Linked DNA regions of Sus scrofa: all the other regions are linked to region 3. Evidence: chromatin contacts called from public Hi-C and HiChIP or PLAC-seq data. All regions are on one chromosome and are shown on one strand. Each heading gives the region's core, a stretch centred on a gene start, on an enhancer-like site or on the middle of the called end of the contact. The rest is flanking DNA. Distances are from core to core; before and after follow the strand shown.

Region 1 (4,827 bases), core at 2,078-4,577, 170 kb before region 3:
TTCTGTCCACCTCTTTACATCTAAGCTAAGCTTCTTCTTTTGGCTGAACCCACGGCATTCAGGAGTTCCCAGACCAGGAATTGAATCTATGCCACAGCATCAACCCAAGCTACTGCAGTGACAACACCAGAGCCTTAACTCGCTGAACCACATGAGAACTACTACATCTAAGCTTCCTAAGAGCAGATCATTTCATCTTTGTACCTCTTAGACAAAGTACAGGGCCTGGCATTATAAGAGGCACTCTATGAATGTTTAATGAGTAATTATGCCTGGCTTTTATTAAGCATATTTAATAAGGCCATGAGGAGTGCTAAGCACATGAACATTCATTATGTGATTTAGGTCGCACAATTACAATTACCTTACGAGGTAGGTGTCATTATTCCTATTTTGAAGATGAGAAAACTGAGACTTAGAGGGAGGGTCAAGCAACTCCCCCAAGCTAGTAAGTGCCTTGGAAAAGATTCGAACCCTGCTCTTAACCAGGTGAGCATGCTGCTATTTGAGAGAAACAGTGCTGGGATTCCAGTGCAGCTCTCAGGAACTGCATTTCCCGCCATCCACCCTGCCCAGCCCTTCAGTGCCTGCAGCTAATGGCCTCGACCTCTTAACCCGGGCCTTGAGCCTGGCACTTAGTGAACAAGATTTCCGCACTCCCAGTTGAACCAGTCTTCTCCCATATCAAAATCCTTTCTCGCTGCTGGAGTCCCAAAGCCCTGCACAGCTGCTTCCAGATCTGATGCCCGGTTTCCTGGTCTCCTGGCTGAGTTCTGCTTCCTGACTCTTGCAGACTTGAAGCCAGAAACACTCAACGATGCCTGGTTCCTGGACTTGCCTGGCTAGTAGGTCTGTCTTGGGCCTTTGGCCTTGTTGTGCACCCCAGGCCAGGGTACCCATGGCTCTGATCTGAAGGCTTCTTCCCATGTAGACGCAGCATGGTTAGCATGCCTGCCACCTGATCCAGGGCCTCCTTGATTTATTCTAAGTCTCCTTATCCTGAGTTCAGACACTGTTGTCTGCTCGCACTGACAGCAGCTCAGGGACCAGACTGCTGGAGGAGATAGAAGGGAGGGAACTCTTAGAAAGGCCCATGAGTGCTGATCAGGGATGCGCTGAGAGAGGATGGGTGGGTCTACACCCGGTAGTCCTTGTGCCCCACACCTGCAGTGGGAGAGCTCACACTTGAACCCTGAAGCCCCAGGTCCACACTCTGTGCTTCCTTCTCCATTGCTGTTTGTCATGTGGGCAAAGTTACAATGAAAGTACAAGTGACATGCTCCTGAGTAACAGGACTAATATTTCAAATCCAGCCTCAATTGCTATGTTACTGATCACTTGTACCTGACTATAGCACTTATACTAACAATATGCAATCACCAATGAATAAAACTTGGACTTTAGAAATATGCTGGGGTCAGGTTGATCTGCACAGGGAAACTTTAAATCCTAATACCTCCGGAGTTCCCATTGTGGCTCGGCAGGTTAAAAACCTGACTAATGTCCATGAGGACGTGGAGGACGTGGGTTCAATCCCCGGCCTTGCTCAGTGGGTTAAAGGATCTGGCATTGCCTCGAGCTGCAGTGTAGGTTGCACACATGGCTTAGATCTGGCGTTGCTGTGGCTGTGGTGTAGGCTGGCAGCTGCAGCTCCTAATCAACCTCTAGCCTAGGAACTTCCATAAGCTGCAAATGTGGCCCTATAAAGAAAAGAAGATGCTAATGCCTCAATTTTGTAGGTTATTTTCACACATATCATCTTATTTCAACTCAGTTATTTATTTATTTTTTCATACAATAAAGGGAAATAGAGCTGGGATGGAAAACCTTACCATGGTCATCCATTGCTGTGGATGGCAGCAGAGCTAGTGCTAGAGACAATACATGGCATTCAATTCATCTTTACAGCAACCACCTAAGGCGACAATTTTATTTTGTTTTATTTTAGTTTGTTGGCCTTGCCTGCGGCATGTGAAAGTTCCAAGGCCAGGGATCAAACCCATACCACAGCAATAACCTAAACCATAGCCGTGACAACGCTGGATTCTATAACTTCACGGTCACCAGGGAACTCCTAAGTGACAATTGTAGACACAGAACAATTTGGGTAACTTGCACCCTGGCCCATAGCTAATAACAAAAAGGCCTGGTGCTGCTCTGCCCCCACCATGCCTGGTCTCCACTGTGGGCCCCTCCCCATGTTCTGCCCTGAGCTTTGGTTTAAACACCACTACCTACCCGCCTCCCTCTCAGCTGTCTTGATTTTCTTAGGTATTAAACATATCTTCCTGTTGTTCACCTCCAGTTCCTTTGGCCTAAGATGACTTTGCTTTGACTGTTCCCCAGTTGGAGCTCAAGCGCTAGGTAACTGCCATTCCCATCTGACTTACTGATAAGGAGGTGGCTGGCACTCAGCTGTGAGCTGGTTGTCACAGGAAGCCACCCTTCCCAAGGAAAAGACAAGACAGCTCCTAGGAAGGGAAGGCCACTGTGGCCACTGTGACCATGTGGTGGGAGCACTCTTCCTTCACCTTCCCTAGGCCTCATGGAGAAGGTCATTTACTATCTAATTGTCATTTCTTGAGGTTTTGCCATCTTGTGCTTGTCTCCTGACCACAAAGTGCCACAGTGAAAATGATCCAAATGACTGGCAGGAGAAAGGCCTTTTTTGAGGGAGGGGAAAGAGTTGCCTCTGGGAGACCCATTCTTTCTTTTTTCTTTTTCTTTTTCTTTTTTTTTTTTTTGCTTTTTAGGGCCGTACCCGTGGCATATGGAGGTTCCCAGTCTAGGGATCTAATCGGAGCTACAGCTGCAAGCCTGCACCACAGCCATAGCAACACAGGATCCATGCAGTGTCTTCGACCTACACCACAGCTCACGGCAACACCGGATCCTTAACCCACTGGGCGAGACCAGTGATCAAACCCACAACCTTATGGTTCCTAGTTGGATTCTTTTCCATGGTGCCTCAAGGGGAACTCCTGGGAGATGCATTCTTAAGCACTTGGGCAAGTCTTCTCTCCCCGGGCTTCCGCTGGCTGATCTCATTACTACATCATCCTGAAGGTCCCCTCACATTCCACTGGCCCTCAGGGTTGACTTCAGTGCTTCTTAGAAGAGACTCTGCCTCCAGACTGGGTCTCCAAGCATAAGGGTCCCAGATCGTCCTATTACCCTGGCGGAAGGTGGCAGTCTCAGCCACAACCCTGATGGTAGCCTCTCTGCTAAGACTGGGTCCCGATGGGGGCTCAGTGGACGGCAGGGAGCACAGGCGTGTGTAAGCCTGCAGAGTACGAGTGTTTATTTATTCTAGGAGCCGTTGCTAAGTCGGGGGTGTTTGCCAGCAGAGAGCTGCCTGAGTGCCGTGTTTGTTTACTTAGCAGAGTGCAGGGAAGGACAAGGCGAGAGGCAAGTGCAGCCTCCTAGAATTAGAGCTGGTCTTGGGGGCCCCTGCATGGTTCCAGGCCTTCTGGCTCTGGAGCGCCGCCTTCAGGGCCATGGGCTCTAGTGCGTCTGCCTTCCTCAAGGGCTGCCGTAGTCCTAACCTTCCATCTAAGCAGAAGAGAATTGCTTATCTCCCTCTTGCCTTCGTGCTCGGGGGTGGCAGCAGGGCCCTAAGAGACGGTGGAGGAGAACCAGAGGGACAGGGTATAATGACAGAACGACTGGTTCTACGCCAGGCTCTGCTGACCATAATCCTTGGCCTTTGGCAAGTCACCTCACTGGGCCTCACCTTGTCCCTCATCTATCGAAGGAGGGTGACTCCAGGGTTTCCTGGCAGCTCATGTCATTTCTTTCAAGACTTGGAGACACACACCAGCTGCTTCCCATTCGATGGGACCTGTAAGAGGATCCCGCTCCTCTGGTCTCCTCGCACTCCCATCCCTGTCCGTGAGCACCCCCACCTGTTAGTTCAGATTGGCCTCTGCCACAGGCAACACGTTTCCCCAAAGACTGAGACCCATGGTCAGCACCTTGCCCCCTTCTGTCTTCCAGGTTATATATTGGTCATATGTTCTCTGACTTGGGGGGCGCGGGGACAAACCACGAGAGACACTCCTGACTCCCTGTTATCTATCAGCCTCAGGCCAGGCGGCCCGTTTCCCCAAAGCCAGAGCTGGCTGGAGTTCAGGGCTGGTACTTCCCGGCTGGGTGGCCCCAGGGACTCCCCAGAGGCATCTCCCTCCCTCCCGCCGCCCTGAGGACCTAGCAGTGCGTCTGCAAGTCTCTGAGGGAGCATGGCCCCCCAAACGCAGGCTGGCTGGCAGCCAGGGTTGGTGTTCTGGCTCCTGCACCAGCCAGAGGGGTGGCAGGAAGGCCCTGTTAATCCCCTGGGAGAAAGCTCGTTGGCAAACAGAGCAGAGTGAGTGTCTGCCCTCTGCACCCCCTCCCCGGGGGGGGGCATGGACTCCACACACGCCAGAGTCTTTTGGGCTGGGCTTCATGCCTCAGTGTTCTGCTCACAGCCCCAGGGGGACGTGGGCTGGGATACCAACTGGGCCTGTCGGGTAGGAAAGGAAGACTGAGCTCTTCCTTTTCAGGTTAAGGCTCTTGTGTAATCTACAGCTTTTACCCCTGCTCCCCTCAAAAACCCAGAGGAATTATGAAGAAAAGAGTAGGTGGGCACGTGTCCCCGAGGCGCCAGCATCCTCTGGCTCCCATCAGTCTGTGGGCTTTCCTGACAACGTTTGGAGACGAGACCAGTATTGTTAGGCTAGGGGCTACTAATTCCTTCTCCTCCTCCTCCTCCCCCCTCACCCCACCATCCACCTCTGCCCCAACACACACAGAGTCAGCCCTCTGCCACTGAGACTGCTTCTCCGGCTG
Region 2 (4,903 bases), core at 247-2,746, 250 kb before region 3:
TAATGCATGCCTACGATGCACTTTAGCCAGCTAAGGAAGATTTGTGAGTTTACTCTGTACCAGATGTGGGGATGAAAAAATGAGTAAGTCCTTAAGGGACTCACAGTTCAACTGCAGCTGCCAATGGTACATCTTGATCTATTCAACTCAAATTCAATCTCAAAGAATAGTACAGTGTAGGGAAAAAGACCACTGAAGGAAGCAAAGCCTTACTACCGACAGCCTAGACTGCAGCATCCTAGCTGATTGCCCTGCTATCAAATTCCTCACATTTTCAATCTGAAAATTCCTCTTTCAAGGAGTCTCTCTCCTACTCCAGAAGCTTCAAAGACTCCTCCCTACTTAATCACTTCTAGTTCAAATTCTTCCTCAAGTTGGCTGGCTCCACTTATCTGTCCAACTTTGTTTCATGCTCAATATGGCTCCCTTCAGCCAAACCCTATTATAGGAGTAGGAGGTAAAACTAATTCCATGACCTCCTCTAACTTCTCAGGCAGCCTTCTTTCTAAGGAGTCAAAAACTGTTTCCTCTATCGTCAGCACAGATCCATTAATTTTTTGACATCCCTTCTGCGCTCGGCGTCAGCTTTCTTCTTAACAAATGGCAGGTATGTCCCAAGGTGTTTTTAACATTACCATCCCAACCAGATGGTTCCTTTTCCCTGCCACCCCTTAATGAAGTCAGACGGTCTTGACTTAGTGAAGTCGCTAGCAGTTTGGGCATGGGACTCCAAACACTGCACCTTGTAAGAGGAGAGAGGGTCTGGAGCGGTTGCAAACCACGGAGGGGAAAAATGAAGGAAGCAGAAAAGAGAAGAGAAGGTTCGTGCTCTGTACTTTGTCTTCCCTTGGGAAGGAGTAGGAAGAGGGTGGGGGTGAGAAGACGCAATCCAAGAAATGAATTCTTCAAGAAGGCAGGAGAAATTCAGGGTGCTCCCTAGGAAGGAAACATGGGACCTGGATAACGGAAGGGCTCCCCATCACCCTTGGAGAGGACTAGTTACAACGCGAAACAAAGAGGTTGGGAGTCAGGAGGTGAGGGGTGGAAAGGCTTCAGATCCCGCGTCTCCGAAGGTCGAGCGGAAAGCAACGGGGACCCGACGTCCGGGGACTGGCCGAACAGCTGGGACCTGGTTGCCAGGAGGGTCAAGGTGGGCGCCCAAGACTGCTCTGGAGCGAGCGTTTATGGGGCATCGTTTCTGCAGGGCGCGGGGGCGGGGAGGTGGTTTTCAGTGGGCTCGTCTCCCAAAGGGAGAAACGGTTTCCCAACACAGGCACCTCCGAGAAGGTAAGCTCTTGGGACGTAGAAACGTCAAGGCGTTAAAGTACCGGTAGTTACAAACCCCAGCTCGGCTTCCCCACACACTCACCGCGTCTCCTCCAAACGCCACCGCTCCAGCTGCAGCTACCGGCCGGCGCAGCCGCACTTAGCGCGTACCGCCCCCACGTGACTCGGCCAGAATCCCGCCCCCGCCCGCCCCACGTGACCTTAAGACACACCCACTCCCGCCTCGCTCTGGTCCCTCTTCTGCCCTGGGTTTTAGCTGGCCCTCCCTTCTCGGCAAGATGGCGGTGCCCAGTTGCTGTGTGCCAGGTTTCTGGGTCCGGAGTTCCGGACAGTGTCTGGGGAGTCTCTTCACTTTCGTCTCAAAGCGACTTTGCTCCGCTGCTGCCGCCTCTAGGCCCATGGATGCCCAGCAACTGGCAGAGAGGCTCCGAGCCCAGAAAGAGAAACAAAAGGCGAAGGGGCCGGTGAGTCCAGAAGGATCACGACTCCCAAGAGGCAGTGCGCTCACTGGTTTCCCAGGCCGGGAGGGAGGTCTTCGGACAGGTCTCACGTAAAAGTCGAGGACAGTGGTGGACGAATGGGAAGAAAGCGAAGGGGAGAAGGCAGTAGTGTACTGTAGCTTCTTGTGCATTGGATCATTGGTTCCTGCGGACTTCGGCCCGAAGCTCTTCATGGGTACAAGGAAGACACCCCTGCTTTCAGATTACTCGGGGAAAGCACGAGACTAAGGCACAAGTATAGGCATTCCCTTCCCAAATTCTTATACTTATTGAAGGTCCTTCCCACCAGGCGTTTCCCGTCGCTCCTTCTCTCCCTGTAGGTGCCCACGAACCCTGTTCAGCGGAGAGTACGAGAACTAGTGCGGTTCACAGAGCAGCTGCAGCGAGTCCACCCCAATGTGCTTGCTAAGGCGCTGAGCCGAGGAATTGTCCACCAGGACAAGGACCTGCTGGTCATCAATAAGCCTTATGGTCTCCCTGTGCATGGTAAGGAGCACGTGGGAAAGGAAGGGGGGGCCCTGCTGCTGATTTCTGCTCTAAGTAGGGGCAACTCTACTGATTTTACTTCCGGGGCTCTCTGAAGTCTCTCTTTCAAAATAATCAAATTTTTGCGGGGTACTGTCTATGTAAGGCACTACCCAGGACACAGAGATAAATAAGACAGTCCCCACCTTCCAGACTTCTGGCAATTAGCAGTGATTTATAGAATTTGCTGTCTGCAGACCTCCAGTGGGGATTGCTATAGAAAAAGTACAAAGGCTGTGTGGTTCTTGCCTTCAAGTTAGTTTCCATCAAAACTGGGAAAGAGGACATAATTTGTGTGTTGATGTATACCTAACAAAACCCCAGGGTGTCTAGAACTTAATGGACACGTAATGATTTTGAATAAAGGTTCTGTGTAGTTGTTAGAGACAGCTGGAGTGAGTCAGGAAAGACTGATATAGAAAAATGCCAAAAACATGTTTTCCCCTAGCAAAATCCTTTTCACAAGTGCAATTTTTTTTTTTTAAATCCATCTTTCCTGACTCACTCCAGGCTAGAAGAACAAATGCTCAGGGGGCGGTATGGAGAAGGTTGTACATGAAGATAAGGAATTAAATCAAATATTGCCAAGTACTTTGTGTGTTTTTTTTTTCCCCCCTCTCTTGACCCTCAGAATAGCTTCTTGCCTTTCCATTTCCCATGAGATAGCTGTTTTTTATTCTAATTTTTTTTAGCCACATATGCAGTATGTAGAAGTTCCTGGGTCAGGAATCAAACCCATACCTCAGTGGTAACTAGAACCACACAGCAGTGACAACGCATGCCTCCCTGCCAGGCACCAGGGAACTCTGTGAAATAATTAGATACTTATATTTTATAGATGAGAAAATTCAAAGTTGGAAAGATTAAGTAATCTGTCCAAGGTCAATGGCTAGTTAGGAGGGAACACAGAATGAACCCAAGAATATCTCCCCTCAAAGCCCATTCTCTTAGCTCTTCTGTAATGCCTCAGAAAGGCCTCATGGTCTTGCATTTCTCACTAGAGTTTACTTGGCAAATTTCAAGCCTTTATTTGTGTAGTGAAATATCAGACCTCCTCATTTTTGGTTGCTAATTTTCTTCTGAGTACATAAGTAGATTAAATATATATATATATGTCTGAAGAGAAAGCCACATGCTCTGGGACAGTGTTTCTTAAAATTTAATGTGCACATGAATCACTTGGGTGTTTTATTAAAATGCTGATTTTGATTTATTACTCTGGTTTGGGGGCCTGAGATTCCTTTCTAGCAAGTTCCCTGGGCATACTGACATGTTGTTAGACCCTGGAGCAAAACCTTAGTAATAAGGTTCTAGAAATCATCATTAATCCAAAAAGGGCTATTTTCCCAAGTAGAAGTCTTTGGTGGGCTCTTTTCCTGGCCACTCACATCTCTGGCTTTTTCCTTCTTAGGTGGCCCTGGGGTCCAGCTCTGCATCAGTGATGTATTACCCATCCTGGCAAAGATTCTTCATGGCCACAAGGCAGAGCCCCTGCATCTCTGCCATCGTCTAGACAAGGAAACTACAGGCGTAATGGTGTTGGCTTGGGAAAAAGAAGTGGCACATCAAGTCCAAGAGTTGTTTAGAACCCGTCAGGTGGCAAAGAAGTACTGGTATGAAGCCCACGGATAGCGGTTGAGGTGGTGTAAATGAAGGCATGCCTTTCACCTATCCATCCCTTCACATAGCAGGCACTCCTAGTAATAGAAGGCAGTGTGCTAGGACCTGTGGGCATATGAACAGATTTAGTGCTTAGAATATTAGAGTCTAGTAGCATAGTGACTCCTTATTAATCATGCTGGTAATACATGATTTCATTCTTGTGGCACAATGTCAAACAACAAAGCTAAGGCCAAAGACTTCTGGAGAATCTGCTCATTCTATTCTGGTTCCTTCCCTTGGGATAGTTTGGTTTTTATTCCTCTGAAGCTTACTCAACATATTTATATACGCATCTGGTACATACATGGTGACTGTATCCATGTGTATCTAAACACAGTATATGTACATATATCATATATTGTACTTTCTTTTTCTATTTAACATTTTGTTTGGGGATCGTTCCATGGTAATGAATTAAGATTTGTATCAATTTTTTTTTTTTTTTTTTGCTTTTCAGGGCCACACCCATGGCATATGGAGGTTCCCAGACTAGGGGTCCAATTGGAGCTGTAGCTGCTGGACTACACCACAGCCACAGCAATTCCAGATATAAGCCACGTCTGGGACCTACACCACAGCTCCTGGCAATGCCAGATCCTTAACCCACTGAACAAGGCCAGGGATCAAACCCTCGTCCTCATAGATGCTAGTCAGATTCATTTCCACTGAGCCATGACGGTAACTCCTCCCATCCACCTAATTCATCCCTCTACCCATGGTTTCCCTTATGATAATTATAAGTTTGATTTTTGAGAGAGGGCAGGGATTTTTGTTTTACTCATCCGTATAGAACTAGTGCCTAGATTAGTGCCTATTTATATTCAGTCAATATTTACTGATTGAACATTTTTGAGTGGTAGTGTTATGCCGTCAAAAAGGGTCATCCAGTAGTTACAACTCAGTGTGAATATGAGAAAGCAGATCAGCTA
Region 3 (4,753 bases), core at 1,361-3,860:
TTCCCAGAATTAGGGTCAAATCGGAACTATAGCTGCCAGCCTATACCACTGCCACAGCAACACCAGGTCTGAGCCACGTCTGTGACCTACCACAGCTCACAACAATGTTGGATGTTTAACCCACTGAGTAGGGCCAGGGATCGAACCCACATGCTCATGGATACTAGTCAGGTTTGTTACCACTGAGCCACAACAGGAACTCCTCTGTTACCATTTTGAATCCTGCCTCTGAACCCCAAGGCTTTGGGAGGAGAAGAATGTGGAAGGATGGGGACAGCTGGGTTGGAGCAGAGGAAGCAGATGCTCCTGGAAATAAATGGCTTTTCCATGTGTGTCCATGTGGGCCTCATCGGAGGCCAACCGGAGGCCCTGGGGACCCCAGCAGGAGATGAGCTGAAGGCTGGAAAGGAAATGGGCCAGGGGCTCCACCGTCCACGGGGCTCCCGCTGCTCTCACCGCTAAGAAGAGGAATGGGGGGAGGGCAAGAGGGACAGGGTCCAGCAGGGGTCACCGCTTAGTCACTTTGTAAACTGCTCCTTGGAGACTGGAGAGGAAATGAACAAGGGCCTAGATGGGGGAGGGGGGGAGGACCACAGAGAGGGAGAGGAAGGGAAGAGAGGTGGGGAGGCCGAAGCTGAGTTTGTGATATGGAGGCTGAGCCGGCTCAGGCTGGTCAGGAGCCTTCCTTCCATCTGCTTGACCACTCCTGACGCCCTTCCACAAGCAGCCCTTCCTGGGCCCCTGTTTCCTGATGGGTTAACTCATGCTTCCCAAGGCTGCTGTAAGGTTGGCTGTGTGGTGAGGTGGGAGAGGACTGTACACAGGTGGGGGTGTGGAAACAGAGCAGACCTTAGAGTCCTACCAGCCTTCAGATCCTGGCTTTGTCACCCACCAGGCAGGTGAGAGCAAATAAGGTACTTATGCACCCCAAGTCTGAGTTTTTCCCTATAAAAGGAGGATAATACAAAAGAACTTATTTATAAAACAGAAGCAAACACAGATTTCAAAACCAATCTTGGGAGTTCCCATTGTGTCTCAGCAGTAATGAATCCAACTAGTATCCATGAGGATTCAGGTTCGATCCCTGGCCCTGCTCAGTGGGTTAAGGATCCAGCATTGTGGTGAGCTGTGGTGTAAGCCAGCAGCTGCAGCTCTGTTCAACCCCTAGCCTGGGAACCTCCATATGCAGCCAGTGCAGCCCTAAAAATCAAAGCAGAACAAAAAAACCAATCTTATGGTTACCATAGGGGAAACTGTGGGGGTTAGGGAGGAATTGGGAGGATGGGAATAACACATACACACTACTGTATAAAATAGATGACTAACCAGAACCTATTGTATAGCACAGGGAAATCTACTCAATATTTTGTAATATCCTATATGGGAAAAAAAGAATGGATATGTTTAGTATAACTGATTCACTTTGCTGTATATCTGAGACTAATACAACATTGTAAGTCAACTATACTCCAATAAATTTTTTAAAAAGGAGGCTAATAGTGAAAAATTGTTGTTAAGTTTATGTGTGATTATAGTTGTGTATTTATGTCAGACAATATTTCTATTTGTTTTTCAATGACTACTAAAATATTCAGGGAAGGGAGGTAATGGTATCTTTTTTTTTTTATTTTCATTTTTTATTTTAGGGCTGCACCCGAGGCATATGGAGGTTCCCAGGCTAGGGGTCCAATTTGAGCTGCAGCTGCAAGCCTGTGCCACAGCCAGAGCAACGCCAGATCCAAGCCATATCTGAGACCTACACCACAGCTCATGGCAATGCTGGATCCTTAACCTGCTGAATGAGGCCAGAGATCGAACCTACGTCTTCATAGATGCTAGTCAGATTCATTTCTGTTGCTCCATGACAGGAACTCCTCTTTTCTTTAAAATACCTCTATGAGAATAAAATCAATGAAGCAGCTTAGCCTGGTCTTTAGTTCCACATTGCCTCAGGGGTTTTTACTGGGCAGATGCAAAACATGCTTGACACTGAAGTTAGCATCTCCCTATGTTCATAGAAGCCTAAACTCACTGAAAAGTCATGTTAGGTGTTTTCAATGGACATGGTGAGCAGGAGAAAGGAAAGAGCATTTGGAAGCAGTTATAGTGGACTGGAAGAGATGTTGCAGAATTGGGGACAGGTCAGAGGTCCCTGGGTCACCAGCAGCCATGAGGGACCCCAGATTCACAGCTTCTCCCTGGTTTGAGTACATCATAAGCCTCCTAGATTCTGGTGGGAGTCTTGGCAGGGCAGGGGCTCCAGTGTGGAGTCCATTTCATTTGATTTTAATGAAATAAAGGAACAGATACTCTTACATGAGTAAGTTTGTGGATTCACGCTCACTTCACTGCTATTATTATCATCATTAGTGTTGCTGATGTTGCTGTTGCTATTATGAAATAGCCTAGAGCCTGGGCCAGGACACCAGGTTTGAGTGTGTGATGAATGCTGCTCCACTGAGAGGGAAGCTTGGGCAAAGTGCCTCCCCACAGAGGTTCCAGGCACTTCCCTGCTCCAGCTGGCAATGGGGCTTCTCCCATGCCTGGAGTGACAGTGTTCGGACACTTTTCTGTGACTGAGAGCCTGGTTGGAGAGCTCAGCCTTTGCTGGACCCAATGGGTGTGTGTCTGGACAGGGCTGAGGGGGAGCCAGGCCAGGCACGGAGATCTGTGGAGGAAGCCAGGGCTCAGGGAAAACTCTTGTCTCTCCATCTTCAGGCCCGGTCTGCTCCCTCCTTTCCCCTCCCCATCCCCTGCCCCCAACCTGGCTTGTTTCTCCGAGTTCCCTGGCTGAGGAGCAGGAAGGAGGAGGGAGTTTCCAGAATGTCCCTGTAGAGCTCCAGGGGGAGGCTTGGCAACTGGAAATTGTCAGCCGTCTCCTTGGTAACCGGCAGCCAAATAATTCTGGGAATGGAGGAGGGAGGGGAGGTCTCTGCAGGGCGGCCAAGAGAAGAAGGCCCTCAGCTCCAGAGAACTTCAGTTCTTCATTACCTATGTCAGTCGGGGGCCAGTTGGGAGGGAGTGAATCGAAAAGAGAATTTAATGTAAGGAATTGGTAACCAGGTATAAAGCTATTAGGTAACAGAAGGTTAACAAGAGAGGCTTGGGTATCCTAGTGGTGGTGACTGCAGGAGCAGCTACACTCCCAGCACTGGGAAAACAAAGGAGAAGGCTGGAATCCTGAACCTTAGACATTTCAAAGAGGGGGACCCAGGGCCTGGGACCCAAACCCTGAGGAGGAGGCTCCAAGCAAGTCCCCCTGGGCTGGTGCCCAGACTTCTGAGGAAGGGGCACCTGCCAGCTGGTTCTGGGGTCCCTGGGGCATGGGGAGGGGTAGGGGGTGATGAAACTGCACGTCTTGGAAAAACTGCCAACTGGATTCAGCTGCTTCAGGGAGGGCCTGCTGCTGCTTCAGGGTGGGCCTGCTGCTGCTGAGGCAACACTTATGGGGACGCACAGGCTCAAGCAGGAAGGCAATGCCCACCCTTCCTCTTCTTGCCCACAGCCTTCTTCTACAGGCTCCTACTGGGAAATCTGAGAGGGAGCAGCCGGCAAAGCAGAAATGGGGGTTCATAGGGCCTAAAGCCCGCACCACAAAGCCAGGGACAGATGGTGGGTCTGGAGCTGAGAAGCGAGACCCTTAAAATATTAGCCTCTGCTGAAAGGGCACAGGGCAGGCCTTCCCCGGACTTAGTCTGGCTTGTCTTGAAGAGCTACTGACATTCACAGGTTCTGCAAGCTGCAAGGAATTTGTATAATGGTAATGATGAAAACAACATCAGTGAAGAAATATTTAGGTAGAAGTGGCCTTAGGAAAACTCACTATAAATCACTGTGATCAAATCATACATTAAGGGTAAAGGACAAGATAAATAGATCTATGGGACAGAAATAGAAACCAGCCCAGAAATATATCCCAGGGCATATGGATTACAGTATATGACAAAGGTGGCATTTCAAACCAGTGGGGAAAAGGATAGTTTATTTAATAAATTGTATAGACACAACCGGCTGTCTGTCTGACAAAAACAAAACAAGGTTAAGCTCTCTACTTCACAAGTTATTAAAACTAAGTTTCAAATAGATGGAAGATTTAAATGTATTTAAATTTAAACATTGAAAACAATTTAAATATTGGTTTTTATATTTAAACAATTTCATGAGGAAATATTTAAAACAATTTTAAACAATATTTAAAACAATTTAAATATTTAAAACAATTTAATGAAGAAAAAATTAGGAGAATATTTATACAATCTAGGGTTTGAAGAGATTTTTCTAAACAAAGCAGAAAAATCCAGAAGCTATAGAGGAAAATTTTACATGTTTAAACTGTAGAAGGATTAAAGATAACATACACAAAGTCAAAAGACAAATTATAGACTGGAGGAAATATTTCAGTTTACCCCCAATAAAGAGTTAACATCTGGAATATGCAGAGAGTTCCGACACACAATAAGAAAGAGAAATAACTAGTCAAAAATGGACCAGACATATGAATAGGTGACTCATGGAAGAGAAAATCCAAATGGTCAGTACATTTATGGAAAGATGCCCAGCCTCACTAATAGTCAAGGTAATGCAAATTTTAAAAGTGTGGCACTGCTTTTCATTTATCAGAATAGCAAAACTTGAAAAGAATGATGAAAGCTAGAGCTGGAGAAGTTGTGGGAGAGACAACACTCCATCACAGCTGGCAGGTATGTGAACTACCACGGATTTTTTGAAAGAGGCGTCTGGTAACATATATGAA

The links. A called contact is a pair of places that touch in the nucleus more often than the background predicts. HiChIP or PLAC-seq counts read pairs in DNA pulled down with a chosen protein or histone mark.
Region 1: a contact with region 3 is called in a Hi-C map of subcutaneous adipose tissue, with 1.6 times the contacts expected there. The contact joins two enhancer-like sites. A contact is called at or near these places in 3 of 47 Hi-C or Micro-C datasets (heart right ventricle, omental adipose tissue and subcutaneous adipose tissue) and 1 of 2 datasets of contacts at active chromatin or transcription factors (skeletal muscle).
Region 2: an H3K27ac HiChIP or PLAC-seq map of skeletal muscle shows a contact between it and region 3. The contact joins the promoter of RPUSD4 here to the enhancer-like site in region 3. A contact is called at or near these places in 3 of 5 promoter capture datasets (fetal liver, fetal skeletal muscle and liver), 31 of 47 Hi-C or Micro-C datasets (adipose tissue, alveolar macrophages, blood and 16 more) and 1 of 2 datasets of contacts at active chromatin or transcription factors (skeletal muscle).

The regions. Positions count from the first base shown.
Region 1 is chr9:53,229,296-53,234,122 of Sscrofa11.1, reverse strand. No RefSeq gene overlaps it. Among named protein-coding and RNA genes, the nearest start is that of CDON, 53 kb to the right of the region's middle. Within about 2 kb of position 3,327, at least 25 of the 83 cell types and tissues checked have an H3K27ac peak or open chromatin away from gene starts, as enhancers often do. A contact at or near this core is called in omental adipose tissue and skeletal muscle, where this site is marked.
Region 2 is chr9:53,305,785-53,310,687 of Sscrofa11.1, reverse strand. It overlaps RPUSD4 (RNA pseudouridylate synthase domain containing 4), which reads left to right and starts at 1,496. Exons shown (of 7, transcript NM_001244957.1): 1 at 1,496-1,751; 2 at 2,108-2,273; 3 at 3,724-3,925. The coding sequence starts at 1,566. It overlaps FAM118B (protein FAM118B), which reads right to left and starts at 1,490. Exons shown (of 8, transcript XM_005667489.3): 1 at 1,370-1,490.
Region 3 is chr9:53,057,623-53,062,375 of Sscrofa11.1, reverse strand. No RefSeq gene overlaps it. Among named protein-coding and RNA genes, the nearest start is that of DDX25, 31 kb to the right of the region's middle. Within about 2 kb of position 2,610, at least 15 of the 83 cell types and tissues checked have an H3K27ac peak or open chromatin away from gene starts, as enhancers often do. A contact at or near this core is called in adipose tissue, embryonic fibroblasts, fetal skeletal muscle and 2 more, where this site is marked.